Linked DNA regions of Mus musculus: all the other regions are linked to region 3. A link is a contact called in public HiChIP or PLAC-seq data. All regions are on one chromosome and are shown on one strand. The core of a region is the stretch at or near the end of the contact, and the rest is flanking DNA. Distances in the headings are between cores, read along the strand shown. Region 1 overlaps Mical3 (microtubule associated monooxygenase, calponin and LIM domain containing 3). Region 2 overlaps Mical3 (microtubule associated monooxygenase, calponin and LIM domain containing 3). Region 3 holds the start of Bcl2l13 (BCL2-like 13 (apoptosis facilitator)).

What was found. HiChIP or PLAC-seq counts read pairs in DNA pulled down with a chosen protein or histone mark.
Region 1: a contact with region 3 is called in an HNF4G HiChIP or PLAC-seq map of pancreatic cancer cells. The contact joins the enhancer-like site here to the promoter of Bcl2l13 in region 3. A contact is called at or near these places in 1 of 39 promoter capture datasets (macrophages), 1 of 15 datasets of contacts at CTCF or cohesin (the G1E-ER4 cell line), 6 of 484 Hi-C or Micro-C datasets (the G1E-ER4 cell line, embryonic fibroblasts, granulocytes and 2 more), 4 of 115 datasets of contacts at active chromatin or transcription factors (bone marrow-derived macrophages, embryonic stem cells, microglia and 1 more) and 4 of 9 other capture datasets (adipose tissue, embryonic stem cells, liver and 1 more).
Region 2: a BATF HiChIP or PLAC-seq map of CD8 T cells shows a contact between it and region 3, with 6 read pairs. The contact joins the enhancer-like site here to the promoter of Bcl2l13 in region 3. A contact is called at or near these places in 1 of 39 promoter capture datasets (macrophages), 1 of 484 Hi-C or Micro-C datasets (neutrophils), 6 of 115 datasets of contacts at active chromatin or transcription factors (CD8 T cells, the SCID.adh cell line, double positive thymocytes and 2 more) and 3 of 9 other capture datasets (adipose tissue, macrophages and pancreatic islet).

The regions. Positions count from the first base shown.
Region 1 is chr6:120,952,738-120,957,048 of GRCm38.p6, forward strand. The region is part of intron 27 of Mical3 (microtubule associated monooxygenase, calponin and LIM domain containing 3); the gene reads right to left. Among named protein-coding and RNA genes, the nearest start is that of Gm43915, 4.0 kb to the right of the region's middle. Within about 2 kb of position 2,889, at least 77 of the 459 cell types and tissues checked have an H3K27ac peak or open chromatin away from gene starts, as enhancers often do. A contact at or near this core is called in the G1E-ER4 cell line, bone marrow-derived macrophages, microglia and 1 more, where this site is marked.
Region 2 is chr6:120,928,290-120,932,097 of GRCm38.p6, forward strand. Mical3 (microtubule associated monooxygenase, calponin and LIM domain containing 3) reads right to left here. Exons shown (of 32, transcript NM_001270475.1): 32 at 3,257-3,808. Among named protein-coding and RNA genes, the nearest start is that of Bid, 13 kb to the left of the region's middle. Within about 2 kb of position 2,237, at least 42 of the 459 cell types and tissues checked have an H3K27ac peak or open chromatin away from gene starts, as enhancers often do. A contact at or near this core is called in CD8 T cells, the SCID.adh cell line, double positive thymocytes and 1 more, where this site is marked.
Region 3 is chr6:120,833,779-120,837,753 of GRCm38.p6, forward strand. It overlaps Bcl2l13 (BCL2-like 13 (apoptosis facilitator)), which reads left to right and starts at 2,452. Exons shown (of 7, transcript NM_153516.2): 1 at 2,452-2,579. Gm38889 (a long non-coding RNA gene) reads right to left here and starts at 2,416. Exons shown (of 3, transcript XR_869411.3): 1 at 2,326-2,416.

The DNA.
Region 1 (4,311 bases), core at 1,639-4,138, 120 kb after region 3:
TGTTGGGAGATGAAACCACAGACATGCAGAAACTCCTTCGGCATTGAGACCATCGTGGCCATATACGCATTCCTGTGATTTTCTTAAGGTGCTGTGGTGATTGTAAAAAAATACAACTCAGTAACACGTTTCTCTAGGCCTCTTATTTCTAAGATACAGGGGAAAAAAGGTTTGGAAAGTGAGGGGGTCTCTCCCCTCCCCGTGTTTGGGATCCCTTTCTTCAGGTGAATGGGGTTCATAAAGACTTTAGTAGCTACCATCTAGAGGAGAAAAGCCATGGGTGCCTCCATTGTAAATCTCAATGAATCCAGTCTAATGCAGGCTGAGAAACAATCAGTGGTGCTGACTGCCAGCGTCAGCAGAGGCAATGGTTGCCATGGAGAAGAAGGGTCAAAGTGACATGGTGGGGTAGTTGAGGTGGCACCTGTGAGCTTGGTGGAAGCACTGGTAGATGTCCCAGCCACCTGTACACATAGGCCACTGATACATTCCCAAGCATTCAGTGACTGGACAGACACTGGGCAGCCACTGAGAAACACGAGTTTCCTAAAGGAGCTCAAATGATCCAAGGTCAGGTGAACAAGCAGAAGGTGGTCTCTAGGATTGTTCCGGTGTCCCAGTGCCCTAATGGTGGGGGCTGGTGACTATTCCTTGCTGGGCTACCCAGACCCACAAGGGCAGCTCTGCCCTCACCCATGATGACATGCGCTCCGGCCAATGGAAGAGTGACTGTCTCCTCCTCTTTCTGTGACACAACTAAAGAAGGTTCTACTGTGACAGCTGCATGCACGTATGACAGTTAGTGAGGACGCGGCTGCAGGCCCAGCAGGGCTGTCCAAGTGGTTAATCACAGACAGGCATGCAAGGAGGGCCAGACAGTGGGAATGAGACACTACCTTTGATGAACAGGCTCTCCTGAATGCCAAGGCGTGTGGTACATAAATCGACTTTTAAGGGGATTGGCAACGGAAAACAAAACAGAACAGTAATGATAATGATGATTAAAAAAATGAAAACAGAAATGGAACAAAATCAGTTAGAGGTTTAAAACAAACACCAGACAATCACATGATCGTGTCCCACAATGCCACACAAGACTACACAAGAAGGGACCCTGGACGATGAGTCTCAGTGAACTCCACTGTCAGAGTTGGGGTTGACTTTTCTATTCGCAGAACAGCAGACCCTGGAGCCCCTTGTGTCTGTTCCTTGTTGGATCCCAGTTTGTCGAAATGTGTGGTGACTTGGCCCTCCTCAGCCACGGCAGCCCCTTCCTTCCTCTCTGTTCCTGCCACTGAACACTTAGCATGGAATGGAAGACATGTCCTGACACTGGGCAAACCTGCTTTTTCAGAACTAGACCCAGTGAAGGGAACCAAACCAGCACAAATCACGGTTTTTTAGAGGAAGTACCAGTGTTTGGGCAACCATTGAAACCTCTCCAGTTCACACACTGACCAGAGTTGCTCAAAGCCTTGGCCGGTTTCCTTTGCTTTTGTGGTCTTCTCATGGGTCACATAAAGTGCCTAAAGGTCCCTGTGGATGCAGGCAATCGGAATCTGGTGGCACCCAGGACAGGAGGACGCTAAGGGTGGCACATTGGGGGACCTGCACAGGATACCACATGCATGCTGGCTGGGCACACACTTGCTGCTTTTAGCTCTGAGCACGGGCATCATGCCTGCTCAGTTCCTCTCCCCTGCATAGCCGACTGTGAGTTAAGTCGTCATGCAGAACGGGCCAGTTTAAAAAGGTAAAGTACAGATGTGGTCCCCAGGGTCCTACACTGACACACTTCAAGAGCCATGCCGACACCTGTCTGCAAGGGATCCACAGCAGCCCCTTATTAATGCACTCCCTGCTGCGACTGGTGCCAACCTGGCAGTGGCAGTGACAGGGAAGACAAGCATGACACACTCTGGGTCACCTGGGAAAGTAGGGTCAAGAGCATGGCTCGCTGGCAATGGAACTGTGTCAGGGCTACCAAGCAGGATAAGGGGGCTCGTAGAGGGCAGGACAGACCCTAGTGGGCCTCAGTGGTGAAGGAGTAGTTGGGCAGGCTGCTCATAAGAACCAGATGGAAGCAAAAGGAAGTTACTTCTTGTTGTCAGGGCTTTAGATGGCTAGGAAAACCTAGATTGGGCTGGAGAGATAAGCCTGTTCGTAAAATACATGTTTTGCAAGCATGAAGACTTGAGAGTGAGCTATAAACCCCGTATAAAAAGCCAGGCTTGGTGGGGTGTGCCTGTAATCTTACAGCTAGGGAGGAGGTGGAAACAGGTGGATCCTGACCCCCAAGATTTGCTGTCCAGACAGCCAGTCTAGCCTACATGGTGAACTCTTTATCATACATACATACATACATACATACATACATACATACATACATACATACAAACAAGTAGACAGACACATGAGGAGTGACACTCAAGGTTGTTCTTTTAGCTTCTCACATGCATGTTAAATGCATGTGCTTGCACACACATGAATAGAAACATATAACCCCTAAATAATTTGATTTTGTATAATAAACATTTGAGTAAAATCAAGGTTTTGGTTTTCATTGTGCACGTGTCGCTATGGAAACTAAACCCAGGCACTTGTTTTCTCAAGTGCTGACTCAGGCCTTGGGTCTGTGAAACAGGAAGAAGCCTGGCTTCCTCCTATACCACACTGTGGCCAGAGGCTTCCTTCTCCAGGCAAGCTAAAGCCCAGATTCCTAAAACAGCAAGCCCGTGGAGATCTTATGTGACAGGTGGACTCCACAGGGACAAGATGACTCCTTGTGGTCACAGGGAATGCTGAAGACAAGCAGGACCAGGGCAGTGGCAAATGTGGGCCCCTTGCTCCTGATTCTTCTAATTTTGAGGGGTTTCAAACCCAGCAACACTGAAGGATGAAGCCAGTGGTGCCAGAACACCCTTTACCTCGACTTCCAGATGGTACAGTACCATGTGAGCCTGAGGGCACAGTCTTTACATAGCACCTTCTTTCACTGAGTTGTTTAGAGGTCAGAGACCCAGTCTCTAGAAGCTCCAGCATGGATTTCCTCCTCCACAGGAGAGACACATCTTCCCAATAGTCACAGGAGTGTCACCTACTAGCAACCTGACATCCATTTGACGATGGCATTTAAAAAATACGTATTGTGCTTGCATTCACCACTAGATGTCACAGAGGTTGCAAACCATTCTCTACAGTTTTGTGGATGCATTGTCTTGGCCTGTCCCCCACTGAGGTTCCATGTTTGCTCCCCTCTCCCTCCTTTTGTTTTCTTGAGACAGGATCTTGCTTGTATATATCCCCAGAACTCACTAGGTAGCCCAGGCTGGCCCTGAACTTGTGCAATCCTGCCTCTGCCTCCAGACTGTTAGGGTCGCATGGAGTCACCACACCCAGTAGGTTCCATATTTTAATACCCTGTCCTGCCCTCGTTCAGTGAGATACAACGCCATCCTAAGAGGCATGTTTGCCACTGCCTCTGGTCCTCAGCATTCCCTATGTGACCACCAAGGAATGATCCTGTCCCCGTGGAATACACCCAGTACATAAGGCGTCCAGGCCCTTGCTGTTCTAGGAATCTGTGACTGGCTTGTTCACACTGCTAGGAAATAAGTTCCTCTGCTCTTCCTGGCTATGGTCACTGGGTGGTTATACCAGCATGATGGATCCTGCATAGCCAACTGGGAGCATCTGGCACTCCCCACTGTGGTAAGATGATTCATTACCTCATGGAGAAGCAGTGTGACCTGACCACAAAGGCACACAGAGATAGAAGATTTGACCACTGTGACTGACACAAACTGTCTTCACATGAGCACACTCACCATGGAAGCAAAGGGGACTTTGGGCCACACGATCCTTTACTCGGGCTCCTTCAGGCTTCCTAAGACAGTACCTGAGCCCAGTATAGGGATGGGCTTTGAACCTCATGTGCATGCACACACCCCACCTTTGTGCCAATGTCACTCACTGCCTGGAAGACCTCAGCAGGCACACCCAGTAGCAACACAGTGCACTGAGTCCCCATAAAGAGCACACAGTCCCAGTCCTACACTTGGAGTCCTGATGCAACAAACGAGGCCTGGGTGCAGGCGATGGAAGACGAGAGGTCTGTGGTTCTTGGTGACTAGGACAGCAGATAAAGAGCTATCATTATGCCCAGGGAGACGAGACAGATGAATGGAGAACAAGATAAGAATGAACTAATTTTTTCTAGTCTGTTGAGTTAAAAGAGGAACCGAGTCAGGCTGGAGGATGGGGCTGTAACAGGAAGACACCATCTCAGTGAAACACACACATATTAGGTGC
Region 2 (3,808 bases), core at 987-3,486, 94 kb after region 3:
ATAACCTATATATAATATCTATGTTATATACATCTGTATATATGTATACAAGTACATATATATCATACCTGTATATATCCTATATATAGGATACTAAAACACATTATATAATATATGCTAATAACAATTAAAAATAATAAAGAGTATTTTAAAATTTATTTGCATTTATTTACGGGTGCATGAGGGACAGTATGTAGAGGTCAGCTTTCTTCCTACTGTATGTTGGAAGACTGAACAGGGTTGCTTCTGCCTACTAAATCTGAGCCATCTTAATGGCTGCACTATTGGCTTTCAGCTTCCAGAAAGAAAGACAGCAAATAAAAGGGCCTGTGTCAGGGTGGCCCTTTCCTACATTGCTGAAGGCAGGGTCTGAATCAGGAATGGGAACCTCACAGGACCCTGATTCATGGTTGCTGTAGGACCGCTGTGGTCCTGGGAAAAGCAGCCAGTCTACATCTGTTTGGAAGATCCCTCAGACTGGTGAGTGGTGCTGGCCCCTTGAATCAGCCCGATACCAGACTCCGAAGGAAATGGTGACCTTGAAGCCTGGGGGCTGACCAGGGATGTTTGGATATGGATGGCCTGACTTAGCTGCTGGCGAGGTAAGGTCCATCGGACTTGAGATGACTTCTATTTATTTCTTTGTCCTTTTTGATTTTGACGGAGGTTCTCAAGTCATCCAAGCTGACCTCACATTTGCTTACGTACCCAAGAATGAACTTCCTTCAACTTCTGGTCCTCCTGCCTCTCACCCTTCCAAGTACCGGGCGAGGTGTGGGCCATCACGCCTGGGTTTCTGAAGCACTCGGCTTTGTGCAAGACTGACCGGCACTCTACTTTTTAAGCTGTGCCTGTTTAAATCATCCAGAACACGCACACGCGTGATTTCAGTGTTTCAGAGATTCGTACTGAACATTATTTACTTTGGTTTGGCTGCGTGCTTGTGTGCACACCACATACATGCCTGGGGCCCTTGGAAGCCAGGAAGAGGATGCCAGATTCCCTGGAACTGGAGTTCCAGATGGTTGTGAGCTGCCATGATGTGCATGCTGGAAATCACACTTAGGTCCTCTGCAAGAGCAAGCAAGTTATTTCTATTACTTTAAACTGTGTGTGATATATCTGTGTGTGGGGTGTGTGCACCTGAATGCAGTGCCCTTTCCAGCCAGGATCCAGTATTTTTAGATTAACCCCCCAAATTTCTATATAAGAACTGTGTAACTTCAGGCTGGAGAGATGGTTTGGTAGTGAAGAGCACTTGCTTTTACAGAAGACCCAAATTAAGTTCCCAGCCTATGGCAGGCAGCTCACAACTCCAGCTGCAGCTCCAGTTTCAGGGGCCTCTGACCTCTCTAGTTACTGCTGGCACCTGTACTGACGTTCATAGACCCACAGACACACATATACACAACATTTAAAACAAAATAAATATTTTTCTTTTTTTTTTTAAAGAGTTGTGGAATTTACACTGTGTGTGTGTGTGTGTGTGTGTGTGTGTGTGTGTGTAATAGAAACTTCTCAAGTCTTCCACACGTCTCCTGTCCTTCTCATCTCCTCCCTCAACCTCTGTAGAACATTCGATACCTCGCATGGGCAGTAAGGTGCTCACAGCAGAGGGCTGTCTCTTACTGGGGGAGGTTTGCCTACTCACCAATGATAGGGATCAGTCTCTATAACAGAGCCAATAACCAGTCTGGGAGACCAGACAGAGGGAGCCTGGAAATGGATCTCTGAATTAAAAATACCACCTTGCTGTGAAATCTATTTTATAAGAGGAAGAATGGGCTGGGGCTCCCTAGGTTAGTGTTTTATGGCCTTCTGTTGGAGGCCTCTGTAGAGAAAAACCCTTTCTGAACTTCAAAGACCCTCCAGAGGACAGCCACTTGCTGTTGTTACCTCTCCTGGGTCAGGAGGGAGGTGGCCCCCACTGTTCTCAGGCTTCTGTGGCTCCTGACAGAAAAGATGCTCCCATAACACTCTCCAGAGCCCAAGCCCCCTTGTCTGGAAGCTTCTCCTGAGCCTCTATACTTACATGCTCCCCCAAACCTTTCCTCTCCAGCAAGGAACAAGTGTGTGTGTGTGGGGGGGGGAGGCAGTTGGCATCTGTGTGCTCAGTCCCACCTCTATACAGCTGGGGGGCCACATCCCCATGGTCTGAGGCTGGCCTAGGCCTGAGCAGTATCCTTACCACACACCCTCTCACACAGGCACATAGCCATTCTTCTCTCCGCTTTTCTGACAGGAGTCAGCTGGGCTGGCTGAGGCCAGGAGTGGTGGTTTCTCAGGAGCCTGTTTCTGACTGCCTGCTTAAAACTACCGTTTCCTGCCACCTGGGAATGAAAGTGTACCCAAGAGCCACACCTGCTCCTCAGCCTTATCTCCTGTGAAACCCTCTGGGGCCAGGGTGGTGGTGGTGGTGATGGTGGTGGGGAACCCCGGAGTACAGTAAGTCCCTCCAAGGCTGGCTACTTCTAGTCCCCCTACTTTATCATCTCCCATTATGCATGGGCCCCTGACCAGTGGACTTTCTCTCTGGAACAGCTGGTGATCCAGCTGTGGTGACTGTGACGGTCCTCTGGGCCACATAACTGCCATTTTGGGGAATTCAGTTTCACCCCCTTGTAAAAGATCATCCCAGCTAGGTTTGTCATGGAGGGGTGGGAAGAGTCCCGCAGTACTCAGTTGTGGCCTACTACTTGTTATACACAACTCTGTCTTCCTTATACATACTGGGCCTCGGGGCAGGGCTGGTTATACAGGGAGGGTGAAGACAGGGGAGAGAGGCTCTATCTATGTGGCTACAGGGAAGCCCTCATCTCTGCTGGGCAAAGTCTTTCCAGGTGAAGTGTTTCTGTGGGGAGAGCCCACACCCTGATAAGTAACCTCTACTCTGTAGGGAAGCCCAATAAACATTGCTCTCCCAGAATGACCTTTGCTGGAACCATGCCTTGGTTTGCCATTGGGACCTTAAGAATTTCAGCAACACCAGTCTGTTTTTTAAAGATAGGGTCCTGGAACTCACAACGTAGACCATGCAGGCCTCCAACTCACAGCGATCTAGCTGCCTCTGCCTCCTAAGTACTGAGATTGAAGGCGTGTGCCGCCATCCACCCCACAGTAGCACCTGTCTTAAGAAACTGGCTCTGGTTGCCTTGGCCATTACTCAGTGTTTCTTATTAAGCAGGGCTGCTATGGAGAATTCTCAAGTCCCAGCTACTGACGGCTAAGTCAGGATAACACAGGGGATTCAAAAAAATCACAAACCAAATGAAAAGCTCTATTCTCTGAGAATCCTTGTCTGCATACACTCACTGATAATCACCAAATGATTTGTGTTCAGTATCACTCACCTGAAAGGAAGGTGCTAAGTATGCCTTAGCTCAATGCCAAGAGCAGAACAATGACTTCAGAAATACATTTTTCATTTCTTTAAAAAAAAAACCGAAACAAAACAAAACTTTATTGCGCATAAACCAGCCATTCCCTCTTGTGGGTCATGTTACCATCTTTCAAAAGAAAAAAATTTTTAAATGTGGTACTGGGGGTTGAACCGTGGGTCTTATGCATGCTGAACACACATTCTACCACTGAGCTATAGTCCCAGCGCCCCCAAGATTTGTTGCCCCCACCTCTACTCTCCTGTCCCAGTGACATATGTCTTATTTTTTAAAGTCTACATCTGCTGGTCAAAATTACGTTAAGGATGGCTGTTGGAGGCAGAGATATCAACTGAGCAGGGTCAGAACCTGGGTTGGCCACGCTCTTCTTTGGGAGCCACGGGCTGCCTTCTGCTTGCGCTCCAGGGACA
Region 3 (3,975 bases), core at 1,202-3,701:
AATAAGCCGGGCATGGTGGTGCACGCCTTTAATCCCAGCACTTGGGAGGCAGAGGCAGGCGGATTTCTGAGTTCGAGGCCAGCCTGGTCTACAAAGTGAGTTCCAGGACAACCAGGGCTACACAGAGAAACCCTGTCTTGAAAAACCAAAAAAAAAAAAAAAAAAAAAAAAAAAACTAAGGACATACTAAACATGCAAATATTAACCAGTTCATAGTTTCCTAAATCCAGTATTTTTTGATATTATTTTCAGTCTTGGAGAGGAACTATTTAAAACATAATTTCAGATGAATTTTAAGAAAGAAGTCTATTCTTATTGTCTTCATTACAAACTGCTGGCCTAAGTTCCTGTCAGGTTAGTCACAGAAGGTGGTTCTGCGTGGTCATTTTGTCACCCGTAACCAAGCTGGTGGACTAGAAACAAGTCAGACAAACAGACAAACCCACTTCTATGCAAGACAAGGTCTCAGGTAGTCTAGGCTGGTTTAAAACTTCGTATGTAGTTGCAGATGGTCTGAACTTGTGATGCCCCTGCCTACTTCCAAGTCCTGCTCTTTCTAAGGACTTGGGTTTGGTTTTCAGCACCCACATGACAGCTCATAAACATGGGTAACTCCAGTTCCAGGGGATCTAACTCCTTCTTCTGACCTTATTTGAAACTAGGCACCCACATGGTGCACAGATGTACATGTAAACAAAACGCTCATATACATAAAATAAAAAAAGGAAGCGTTCAAAAGGGTTAGGATCATAGTTTGTAGATTGGTGTGCCCTGAATGATATCCCCAGCAACACACAGGCATACTAGCTTATACCCGAGGCCTCAGCACTCAGGAGGCAGAGGCAGGATGAGATTCCAGGTCATTCTAGGATAAAGAGCAAGTTTGAGGTCAGTATGGAACACTGTCCCAAAAAACCAAGAGCATATAATTAAGTGAAATTCAAGATATTTGTAATTGTGCCACCATTATCATTGTGAATTTTAAACATTTCTATTACCTCCTAAACTTAGCTACTGGTCATCACTTCCTTTCAGTTTGTATTGATTGTTTTGCTTTGAAATGTGTGTGTATGGGAGGTGGGGTTAGGCAGTGTGGTCAGAGAAATCTACTTGCTAGCGATGGTTTTCTTCTTCTACCATGTGTGTTCCAGAGATCCAGCTCAGATCATTAGGCTTACAGTAAGCACTTTTGCAACCTGAGCCATATCAATGGTCCCCAGTCAGTTTTGTAATCAATCTTTTATTATTTTTTTTAAAGATAAGATTCACTATGTAGCCAGACTCCAATTTATCCTCCTGCTTCAGCCTTCAGAGTGTTGGGATTACCAGCCTGTACAAGCAACTGGACACATTTATCATTTCTGATCTGACTGATTGCAACCGCCTTCAACCGCCTTCTAACTCCTAATCTTCTGTGCTGTTTGTGTTACTTTGTCACTTCATTTCAGTAACACAGGCTGAAACTCAAGCTGGCTAATGCAGGGTGTTTATCTTGCCTAGATATCTTGACCTTTTTACACGATCTAAAAAGCTCTTGCTGAACAACTAGATAATCGGGTTATACACAGCCTTCATGGTTTAAGTAAATCTATTTTTCTTTTTCTTTTTTTTTAAGATTTATTCATTATTATATGTAACCACATTGTCACTGTCTTCAGACACACCAGAAGAGGGTATCAGTTCTCATTACAGATGGTCGTGAACCTACCATGTGGTTTCTGGGATTTGAACTCAGGACCTCTGGAAGAGCAGTCAGTGCTCTTAACCACTGAGCCAACTCTCCAGCCCCAATCTATTTCTTTTTCTTTCTGGTTGATAAGCATTCAGTTTATCTTGGACCACAGGTTGGACATGCTTTTGTAGAGTCAAGAAACAAACATAAGAAACTATAGTCCAGGCAGCTTGCCAGGCAGTGCGAGTAAAAAATGGATTACTACTATAAGACTCTTTTTATCACCATGGTGCCCGGATCCTGAGTTGTCTCAACCTAGTCATTCCACCCTGCCTTTAAATTGCTTTCCTAACTTTCAGGACAATCTCCTGGCAGCCCTAGGAAGTGCAGTCTTGACCAGTAACCTGAGGGCTTTAGTACTCCAGGAACGCAAAAGTCTGCAGAACTCTGCTTCTGCTATGCCACCAGCTTCTTGTCCCACACAGGGGTGAGCAGGCGTGCGGTGGTGTCTACCTCATCACCCTTCGCCCTAACTAGCACCGGAAATGACTGGGTGAAGATACTTATGAAGTCCAGAATCGAGGATTTAAGCGGCTCCTGGAAAGAGAGGCACAGGACAGCTTCGTACACAGGTCACGCCTGCGCAAACTGACCAGCAGGTGTCAGTGACCCTGCTTCGTTTCCAGTTGACCGAGCCGCTGGCTTCCGGCTTGGCATTACGCCCGGGCCCCGCCCCTACGCCGCCGTGACGTAGGCGCGCCAGGGTGACCTCACCGTCCAACATGGCGGCGGCGGTAGATTAGGTTCGCGGGTCGAAGCAGCCACTGTCGCTCCTGCACCCCGTGGGAAGCCCCTGCTGCCGCCGCCGCCGTCTCCTTCGTCCCTTGTGGGGCAGGGCTGGAGCCAGGTGAGGGGAGTGGGATTCTGGGGCGGCCCTGGTGGCTGGTGGAGCGGTTTCCATCCGCTGAGGAAGGGGTCTTGGAGACCACCGAGCTGACCACGGTGCTGCCCAGGGCGCGGGAGAGACCGGGCCTGAGGGAGGAGGACCGTGCTGCTCCGCCGCGGCGTCTCGGAACTTCTGAGGGGCTGTTTGGGGTGAATCCGACCTGTCCAGTGCGCCCCCACGCCGGGCGGCTTTTGAACCGGCTGTGTGGCTGCCTGAGGCTCTGGAACTCACCCTTGCTCTACATTCTGTTCTTCACCCAGATCTCGGCTTTGGGAAGCAGGGTCTGTTTTGGGGGGCAGACTAGGAAGCGTGAATTCTCGCTTGGAGGAGGGAAGCGTGTGCCATTCACTTAGACCGATTATAGATTAGCTTCGCTAGTGGTGTCCTGTCACAGTGTGAAGGCTTGTTTCTCAGTCTCAGCGCTGGCTGCGTTTTGACACCCATTCACGGTCCCACGCCACCCCCCCCCACCCCCAAGACAAAACAAAACAGACTAGGTCTTCTTACCACACGAAGGCGATGCCTTTCACAGTGATTCGGGGTTTTTTGTTTTTCTCTTTTTAAAATCCCTCCTCACATTTTCGCGGCATCCTGCATTTCTTGCCTTTACATTATAGTCCTGTGAAGGAGGTAGCCTAGGCTAAGTTGAGGATTTTACTTAGGGGTAAAAATTGAAGCGATCTGCCCAGAAATTCACATGCTTTTGACTGATAGTTCGGCTAAACAGTTCGCCATTCCCACACACAAGTGTTTATCTAAGAGGTCTGTTTTACTCTGTGTTTAAAAGTTTTGAACCATGCTGACAGGCCCCTCTGTCTGATATTTAAAAAAAAAGTTTTTGCAAAATTTCCAATATTCCCCTTGGAGGCTTGGTATAAACCAGACTGTTGATGCTCTCTGCCCTAACTTGTGTGACCTTAGATGTATTGCCACACCCTTGAAATACCTTTCTTCCATTTTGTTTTAACACATAAAGAGTTAGGCAAGTGTGTGGGTAGTGAATCACTTACATTTCACATACACAGTTGGATAAATGTGTCCTGGATGATTATAACAGCGAATTGAAAACATTTATACAGTTTTTCTACAAAGTCTCTTGGCTCTGGATGATCAGGCACTATTCTAAACTATTTTTTTTTTTTTTAGTCCTTAAAATAACATTTGTTTTGTTTTGGTTTTTGAACTGTATCCTAAATTGGCCTTGAACTCAAATCCTGCCTTTTCTGTTTTGTTGTTGTTGTTGTTGTTGTTTTTTGTTTTTTTGTGGAGACAGGGTTTCTCTGTCCTGGAACTCACTTTGTAGGCCAGGCTGGCCTCGAACTCAGAAATCCGCCTGCCTTTGCCTCCCAAGTGCTGG